Linked DNA regions of Mus musculus: region 2 is linked to region 1. Evidence: chromatin contacts called from public Hi-C data. All regions are on one chromosome and are shown on one strand. Each heading gives the region's core, a stretch centred on a gene start, on an enhancer-like site or on the middle of the called end of the contact. The rest is flanking DNA. Distances are from core to core; before and after follow the strand shown.

What was found. Hi-C and Micro-C count contacts between places; a contact is called where the count stands out from the background.
Region 2: a Hi-C map of rod photoreceptor shows a contact between it and region 1, with 4 times the contacts expected there. The contact joins the promoter of Naxe here to the promoter of Ssr2 in region 1. A contact is called at or near these places in 2 of 39 promoter capture datasets (liver and pre-B cells) and 1 of 484 Hi-C or Micro-C datasets (rod photoreceptor).

The regions. Positions count from the first base shown.
Region 1 is chr3:88,576,566-88,581,306 of GRCm38.p6, reverse strand. Ssr2 (signal sequence receptor, beta) reads right to left here and starts at 1,699. Exons shown (of 6, transcript NM_001356317.1): 1 at 1,621-1,699; 2 at 1,273-1,427; 3 at 235-333. The coding sequence starts at 1,427. It also overlaps the pseudogene Rtraf-ps.
Region 2 is chr3:88,057,202-88,062,017 of GRCm38.p6, reverse strand. Naxe (NAD(P)HX epimerase) reads left to right here and starts at 3,523. Exons shown (of 6, transcript NM_144897.3): 1 at 3,523-3,691; 2 at 3,780-3,888; 3 at 3,987-4,097; 4 at 4,181-4,294. The coding sequence starts at 3,528.

The DNA of each region.
Region 1 (4,741 bases), core at 450-2,949:
ATCCATTCATAGCCACAGATACCTTTATATGCCTGCATCTCCCTAATGGAGCTTGGGAGATACAGACAGCCTTACAGCCTGAAGGAAGAAGGCACACTCACTCAGCTGATACTTCATCCTCCCCAGATATATGACAAGAAACAGACCACACATCCAGTCTGTTTGCAGCCCCCTTGATGTTTTCCAGGCAATGTTCCTCCCCCAGCCCTCACCACCCATTAAAAAAAAGGATACGGGGCAATCCGGTCCCATTTGACATTGAGCATACCGGAGACAATGCCGAAGTCTTCTGGAGGGAAGGAATCGTCAGATAATTCCACATCTAATGCAGCGCTGGAAAGCAGAGGAAATAAAGAGTGAGGGACAGGGCTGGCGAGATGGCTCAGCAGTTAAGAGCTCCGACTGCTCTGCCGAAGGTCCTGAGTTCAAATCCCAGCAACCACATGGTAGCTCACAACCATCTGTAATGAAATCTGATGCCCTCTTCTGGAGTGTCTGAAGACAGCTATAGTGTACTTACATATAGTAAATAAGAGTGAGGGACATAAAACTAAGGGAACTGACTGGAAAATCCACCTGCTGGTCAAAAGAAACCCCCATAGTAAGTTGGGCCTGTTTTGAAGAATCCAGATCAAGGCCTGGATTCTGTTGCTCAGAAGTGAATTGCCAAAGGTAATCTTGCTCTAATTCTAGACAGGGGAAGTAAGATATAAATGGAAAAATATATAAAAGGAAAGAACAACAAAAAAGTGCTCATAGGAGCCAGCAGTGGTGGCCCATGCCTTTAATCCCAGCACTCGGGAAGCAGTGTGAGAGACAGACAGATGTCTGTGAGTTTGAGGCCAGCCTGGTCTAAGAGTGGACTCTTCGACAGCCAGTTAAGAAACTCGGCCTTGAAAAACAACAAACAACAAAAAAAGTGATTGTAAGTGAAAGAAGAAAGCTGGGAGTCCGCACCCGAGGTAAGAGGACAGATGTACACTCTGTGTCTGCATTTCCTTTTTCACAAGCTGAATTTATCCCTGCCTTTGAAAGCCTTCTGAGACCCCAAAGTGGTTTCTTGTAATTCACCTAAGGATGTCTTCACCTTCAAAAAGCACCCGACAAAGGTAAGCCCTCTAGTATATTCATTCATTCATTCATTCACTCACTCACACACTGCACTCGATACTGGAGGACTCCAAAAGAGAATTCACTCCCCAACAAAACGTTCTCTATGCCCACGTGGAAACTCGGAATTCAGAAGGAAGCTGGCGAACTCTAGGCCGTTACCTGGAGCCGACGTTGTAGATGTTATACTGCAGGGTCAGGTCCCTCCCTTCCACAGCGTATCTGTTGAGCAATGATTTGGAGGCCAAAAGCCTGGCTCCTTCTTCTGCTTGACTGACGGCTAACAGAGCCAACACCACAACCGCCAGCAGCCTCATCTTTGGAAAAAAGCAAAGTGAGCAATCGACCCAAGCATGGGAAACACTGCCAGCCAGGCAGCCTGTGCGGCGCCACACTCCAGCCCCGCCGCCAGGTCCGCAGCCGCGAGCCCAAGCCACAGCAGTGTGTACCGCGCTGCCGGCCAGGCGGGGTCAGCGGGGACCCCAGCGCTCTTGCGTCTCCCAGACTCACCGTGAGCACCCCAAACGCCTCCCTGGGCCACAGACAACCGGAAAACAACGTCAGCCTCCGAAAGACCGGAAACGGATCTGACCGGAAACCCTGATGTCCCTTCCTGTGCCTTATGGATGTTGTAGTTCTGAAACAAGCCCCACCTTCCCCTTTATGGCGGCTGATACCCCAAAGGAGTTGAGTTACCTAGAGTCCTTGACTCTTTCCTGTGTGTCCTCCAATTTCTTCTCATTAATGCTTACCCCATGGAAAACCCCTCTGTTTAAACTAAAACGAAATAAGCTGCATAGGCACAATTTCAAAGTTCAAAGAGTCGCCGACTTTGTTTTAAGGCTGAAGTAGCTGATATAGCCTTTCCTTGAATTCTTAGATTTCCAAGCTGCTAGTCACTGCCTTATGTAATTAGCACTTTATAGAGACTTCAGACAACTAGTAAACAGGGCCAGAGAGACCCCTCGGCAGGTAAAGGCACTTGCCACCATGCCTGCCCACCTGAGTTTGAATCCTTGGACCCATTTAATAGGGCACCGACAAGTTCTCCTCTGAACTCTACATGTGCACACACACATGTGCATAAACACATGAACATGTAAACATGCTTATAGCACATGTGCAGGAGAGTTCTTCCACATCCCTTCTGTAGCACTCTTACATCCAGGATGGGTTTACTCTGCACCTGCTCTGTGCTCTGGCACTACTATAGATGCTGGTGGGGTGATGAGAGAACCTTCTCCCACTGCGCCTGGCTCTCCTGGGACAGACACCCTATGCTTCTTTTTTTTCTTCTTTTTTTGAGACTGGCCTAGAACTCACAAGAGATCCCTTGGCTTCTATTGTCTAAGTGAAACTAGGATTAAAGGCATGTGTCACCATGCCTGTTGTGTTTATAAAAAGATAAGGAGAGGAAATGTGTTTGGTGGATGTGTGGTAAGGTGTGGGGTTAGGGAATGCCACCGCGGGCTCATGCTGAGGCATCCCTTCCCCCCACCCCCAGGGACTAGCCACAGGACAGTATAGTATAGAATAGTTTATTCAGGGCATGGGAAGAGGAGCTGAGAGTTAGGAGAGAGAGAGAGAGAGGGAGAAGTAGAGGCTGGCCATCAGCTCATGGAAAGAAAGAGTGGAGAGAGAGAGAGAGAAAGAGAGAGACAGAGACAGAGAGAGAGAGAAAGAGAGAGAGAGAGGAGGGGCAAGCAGCCCCTTTTATAGTGAGTCAGGCACACCTGGCTGTTGCCAGGTAACTGTGGGGTGGAGCTTAAACAAAATGCTAACAATGCCTAACCCTTTGATTGACCTACCCCCCATTTTTTGTGGGGAGGGGGTTCTTTATATACCTGAACTCTATGTAGATCAGGCTGGTCTTGAACTCTGAGATCCACTTGCTTCTGCCTTCTGGTGCTGGGATTAAAGGTGTGCGCCATGGCTGCCTGGCTTGATTGACTTCTTACAACTATTTACTTTTTTTTTAGAATACTTTATTATTATGTGTTTGAGTGTTTTGCCTGCATGTACATATGTGCACCATGTGTATGCCCAGTGCTCGAGGAGGTCAGAAAAGACAGCTATCACCTGAGCTAGGAAAAAATCCAATTGCACTTCCTGCTTCCACGTGTTCGCTCTTTTGAGCTCGGTCTCTTGGTCAAGAATACAGGGTGAAGCCCTGTCTCTCAAAAAAACAAAAACCAAACTGTGATGGTTTGTATATCCTTGGACCAGGGAGTGGCACCATCTGAAGGTGTGGCCTTGTTGGAATAGGTATGACCTGGTTGGAATGGGTGTGTCACTGTGGGTGTGGGTATAAGATCCTCACCCTAGTTCCCTGGAAGTCAGTCTTCCACTCGAAGCCTTTGGATGAAGACATAGAACTCTCAGCTCCTCCTGTGCCAGGCCTGCCTGGATACTGCCATGCTCCCACCTTGATGATAATGGACTGAACCTCTGAACCTGTAAGCCAGCCCCAATTAAATGTTGTTTTTTTATAAGACTTGCCTTGGTCATCGTGTCTGGTCACAGCAGTAAAACCCTAACTAAGACACAAACCAAACAGAATAAAGTGTGCTTTGTCCAGACTCTTCAGTTGGAATGGTGATCTTTTTCTTTGAAGACCCAAACTTCTTATTTTTGGTTTTTCTGTGTAGCCTTGGCTGTCTGGAACTTGCCCTGGAGACCAGGCTGGCCTCAAATATACAAAGATCTACCTGCCTATGCCTTTCAAGTATCTAAACTCTTCTTCTTTTTTTCCTTTCTTCCTTTCCAAAAAAAAAGAAAGAAAAAAGAAAAGAAAAGAATTTTGCCTTATTGTGGATTACAAATTACTCCTGAAAAAATACAAAGAAGAGATTCTATTTTTTTTTGTTTTGTTTTTTGTTTTGTTTTGTTTTGTTTTGTTTTGTTTTTGAGATATGGTTTCTCTGTGCAGTCCTGGCTGTCCTGGAACTCACTCTATAGACCAGGCTGGCCTCGAACTCAGAATTCCACCTGCTGCCTCACCTTGCTTCTCCTGTCCCAGCGGTGGCCCGGGCGGCCAGCGCGAGCAGCGGGGACCATGTTCCGACGCAAGCTCACGGCCCTGGATTACCACAACCCCTCAGGCTTCAAATGCAAAGATGAAACAGAATTTAGAAACTTTAACGTTTGGCTTGAAGACCAGAAAATCAGACACTACAAGATTGAAGACAGAGGTAACTTGAGAAACATCCACAGCAGTGACTGGCCCAAGTTCTTTGAAAAGTATCTCAAAGATGTTAACTGTCCTTTCAAGATTCAGGATCAGCAAGAAGCAATTGACTGGCTTCTTGGTTTAGCTGTTAGACTTGAATATGGAGATAACGCTGAAAAATACAAGGACTTAGTACCTGATAACAGGAAAAATACTGACAATGCAGCTAAAAATGCAGAGCCACTGATCAACTTGGATGTAAATAATCCTGATTTTAAGGCGGGTGTCATGGCTCTGGCTAACCTCCTTCAGATTCAGCATCATGATGACTACTTGGTAATGCTTAAGGCAATTCGCATTTTGGTTCAGGAACGTCTAACACAGGATGCAGTTGCTAAAGCAAATCAAACAAAAGAGGGCTTACCTGTTGCTTTAGGGAAACATATTCTTGGCTTTGACACA
Region 2 (4,816 bases), core at 2,274-4,773, 520 kb after region 1:
ATTTTCATTATCCATTTATTTGTTGATGGAAATCTAGGCTGTTTTCCAATTTCTGGCTAGTACGAGTAGACCAGCAATGAACATGGATGAGCAAGCGTCTCTGTAGGAGGATGTAGAGCCCTTTGGGTATATACTTGAGAGAGGTAAAGCTAGCTGATTTCTATATTTCTATTAGTGCCACACTAGTTTCTATAGTCACAAGTTTCCTTGGTTTCTTCCTTTTTTATTTTTTAGAGACAGGGTTTCTCAGTGTCCTGGCTGTCCTGGAACTAACTCTGTAGACTGCCTCTGTCTCCTTCACGTGTTGGGATTAATGCCTGGACGATGATGATGGTGATGATGATGATGATGATGATGATGATGACGATGATGATATGATTGAATGTGAGTGTATCTGTGTGTTGTCATTGCATATGTGTGAAAGTGCCCAAAGGCCAGAGGTGTCAGATCTCCTGGAGCCACAAGCAGTTGTGAGCCACCTGACATGAGGTCTGGGAAGGAGCTTGGCTCCTCTGCAGGAGCAGTAAGTGCTTTTAACTGCTGACACATCTCTGCAGCCCTGACTCTGATGCTAACATGGGGTTTCCGCCTCATAGCTGCAGGGGCTGGGGAAGTAGCTCATGATAAAGAGCTTGACGAGCGTACACAAGGCCATCAAGGGAAGAAGGAAAGGGCTGCTCCACCTATAGCACCAGGCCAACTTGAAACAAGCTAGAGTTATCTGAAAGGAGGGGACCTCAACAGAAAATGCCTCCATAAGATCCAGCCGCAGGGCATTTCCTTAGTTAGCATTGGGTGGTGTACCTAGCCCACTGTGGGTGGTGCCATGCTTGGCTGGTAGTCTTGGGGTCTATAAGAAAGCAGGCTGTTCAAGCCATGATGAGCAAGCCAGCACACCTCCATGGCCTCTGCCTTATTTGAGTTCCTCTTCTGATTTTCTCGAGGATGTACTGTGATGTGGAAGTGTGAGTTAAATGAGCCCTTTCCTCCTCACCTTACTTTGTGGTCATGAATCATCACAGCAATAGTAACTCTTTAACTAAGACAAGCATCGTGCCTTCAATCCAGCCCAGTAATAAGAAAGAAGTGGAGGAGATCTTTTAAAAGTACACTATGAAGCCAGGCATAGTGGTGCATTCCTTTAATCTCACCACTTGGTAGGCAGATAGAGGCAGATCTCTGTGAGTTCAAGGCCAGCCTGGTATACATAGTGAGTTCCAGGACAGCCGGAGCTCATGGTAGGACCCTGCCTCAAAAACAAATAAAAAAATCACACAAAATAGCACACCCCTCCAAAATAGTACTCTATAGGAGTGGCTCTATATCTCTATTTGTCTGTCTGTCTATATCCATATCATTTCTGTTCATTAGTGGTGAACATTTAATTAAATGGCCACTCTTACTGGCTGGAGGGAGACGGAAGAATGCTGGGTTTTGTTGTGCCACTCCACAAAGATATGAATATCAGGATCTGCTAGGGAAGGAGAATGGGTTTAGAGGAGCAAATGATGGTGTCTGCCACACAAGAATGTTGCTATTGCCGGGCGTGGTGGCAAACGCCTTTAATCCCAGCACTCGGGAGGCAGAGGCAGGTGAATTTCTGAGTTCGAGGCCAGCCTGGTCTACAGAGTGAGTTCCAGGACAGCCAGGGCTATACAGAGAAACCCTGTCTCGAAAAACCCAAAAAAAAAAAAAAAAAAAAAAAAGGAATGTTGCTATTGCGTCAGGCCCCTAGCCAACCTCCTTAATCTGATTGAATATTCTTATCTATGATAGGCTAAAAATACACTAGGGGTTTGGCAGAATTAAGAAAACCTGAAAGGTTGCATGCTGGCAATAAAGGGGAGGCAGCGATTGTAGAAACAGCTCTCATTGGTTGTCTCCTGAGTTCTGTGGATGGGATATTTTCTGTATTGTTCTATAGTCACAGCCCATCAGAATGAAATCAACAGGATAAGTTGCAGAAGGCTGTAAGGTCAGCCTGCTGAGATCCCAGCTCCACCACCAGCCATCATTATCACTGGGCAGGTGGGCAGGTCTTCCTTTTTTTCTTTTTTAATTAATCTTTGAAACGGGAATACTAAGGTTGCTATGAAGTGAGGTGGTTCATGTTAGCACCTGGTATGTGTAAGTGCTTAACATATTATCTATGCCAAATAAACATATTTCACATTGTGTTTTAGAAATGAATCTTCAGGGCTGGAGAGATGGCTCAGTGTGGTTAAGAGCACTGGCTGCTCTTCCAGAGGACCTGAGTTCAAATCCCAGCAACCACATGGTGGCTCACAACCACCCGTAACGAGATCTGACACCTTCTGGCGTGTCCTGAAGACAGCTACAGTGTACTCACATATAATAAATAAAGCTTTCCACCGGAACAAGAGGGCCAAGAGCAAGCAGGGGGTCCTGAGTTCAATTCCCAGCAACCACATGGCTCACAACCTATACATAAACAAACAAACAAACAAACACTAAACTTAAATAAAGCCAGCTACAGTGGCTCAGACCCAGAATCTCAGAGGATCAGGGATTTAAAGCCATTTTTGCAACGTAAGACATAAGATCCAAGGCAGCCTAGGCCACATGAGACTGCTTGTACTGCTTGTAGTTCTGGGGACCTGACACCTCTGGTTCCCGAGGGCACCTGTGTGACCGCACATACCCATACTCTGAAACAACTGAAAACAAAATCAGCTGACCAAAAATAAACTAACTAAATATTTTCCAGCAAATCTGTAAGGAGCCTTGAGTAACTCACATGCTAGTGAAATCAGAAAAATAAAGCTGGTGAGGTCCTGCGTAAGACCACAGAACCTTGGACTTGAAGTACAATTACCGGAGTAATCTAAAGTTCCTGCCACTATCACAGCCTTAAAAATTCTATTTTCTACATTACATAAGTAAAACAGACAGGGCAGAGGTCCACAAAACCACTTGAAGAGCAAGGGCACTGACAACCTGTGATTGATCCTCGGATCTTACTCTTTGGATGGAGAGATCGGATGCACAGAAATTGTCCTCTGACCTCTATATGTGCAGCAAGGCACGTGCATGCCTCTTCCCTCCAACCCTTGCATTTTTAAATGTTAAAAACAAACAAGTCGGCATGGTGGTGCACGCCGTTAATCCCAGCACTTGGGAGGCAGAGGCAGGCGGATTTCTGAGTTCGAGGCCAGCCTGGTCTACAAAGTGAGTTCCAGGACAGCCAGGGCTACAGAGAAACCCTGTAAAAAGCAGGGGCAGCGAGAGGTCAAAGATACTAATTTTTAAAAAACTGCGTGCAATCACACCTTTCAGCAAGGAGGCAACAGAACTGCTTCAAGATGGTGGCCAGCCAGGACTGCAGAGGGAGCGAAGCACATCTGTTTGGAACTCTGCGACGCCGGGGAAAGGTGAGAACGCAGGGCGGAACGAAGGTGGGCGGAACGCCTGATAGTCTGGGACTAGGAACGGACGGTTAGATGCAGAGGCTCTGGGGCGGGGCGGGCCCTGCGCATGCGCCGTGCGAGCGGCGCTCTGCTAGTCGAATGTCCGGGCTGCGGACGCTGCTGGGGCTGGGGCTGCTGGTTGCGGGCTCGCGCCTGCCACGGGTCATCAGCCAGCAGAGTGTGTGTCGTGCAAGGCCCATCTGGTGGGGAACACAGCGCCGGGGCTCGGAGACCATGGCGGGCGCTGCGGTGAAGTACTTAAGGTACGGCCGCCCTCTCCCGCGGGGGCGGGGCAGGGCAGGCCGCGGCCCCAGCACCCCAGGGGCGGACTCAGGCCAGGACTTCCCTCAGTCAGGAGGAGGCTCAGGCCGTGGACCAAGAGCTTTTTAACGAGTATCAGTTCAGCGTGGATCAACTCATGGAGCTGGCCGGGTTGAGCTGTGCCACGGCTATTGCCAAGGTAAGCGGCACAGCGAGAAACCTCAGTGAGGTGCAGGTGGGGAGGTCCCCGGCGGTGGCGCACACAGCGGTGACTGCCCTCTGCACTTCTGCCTTCAGGCTTATCCCCCCACGTCTATGTCCAAGAGTCCCCCGACTGTCTTGGTCATCTGTGGCCCCGGAAATAACGGAGGGGATGGGCTGGTCTGTGCGCGACACCTCAAACTTTTTGTAAGTATGTGAACGGAGTTTTTTGTGGCAAGGTATGAAGACTCGGGATCGGAGATTGAATGGCTACTTTCCTTTTCAACTAGGGTTACCAGCCAACTATCTATTACCCCAAAAGACCTAACAAGCCCCTCTTCACTGGGCTAGTGACTCAGTGTCAGAAAATGGACATTCCTTTCCTTGGTGAAATGCCCCCAGAGGTAGGTGGGTTGATGCCTGTTTCTACAGTAAGTACTGCCCCTGTCCTGCCCTTCCCATTTTCAGATCAAGCTGGCCTGCCTAGTGTCTGTCTGCCCTAAAAGTGTTCTCTGAAAAAAAGTGGTGTAGAAGCCCCTCCAGACTGTGTGCTCCACGACTTTCCAGGCACTCCTATTCTGCAGCCAAACAACTCCCACAACATGCATCTAACAATAATCTGGCCCTCAGGGCCTCATCCTGAACCTTTTCTGTAGATGCATGGATTAAAGGGTGGGAAGTCAGAAATTAAAACAAAACAAAAACCAGAAAGCCCCAGCTTATTCTATGGATGAAGACACTGATATGCAGAACAGAACTAGTCTCTTCTGGCTTCCAGTGTCAGGAAGCCTGAGACTGGCAGTCACCCCTTCTCACCAGTGACAGGCAGGTAGGTACTCAGGCCTGGATTCAGACTGTCCTGAATGAGCAACTCCTCTTTACTGTGCCTTAGGAACCAGTTATATACATGCTTCTGTGGTCAGTGG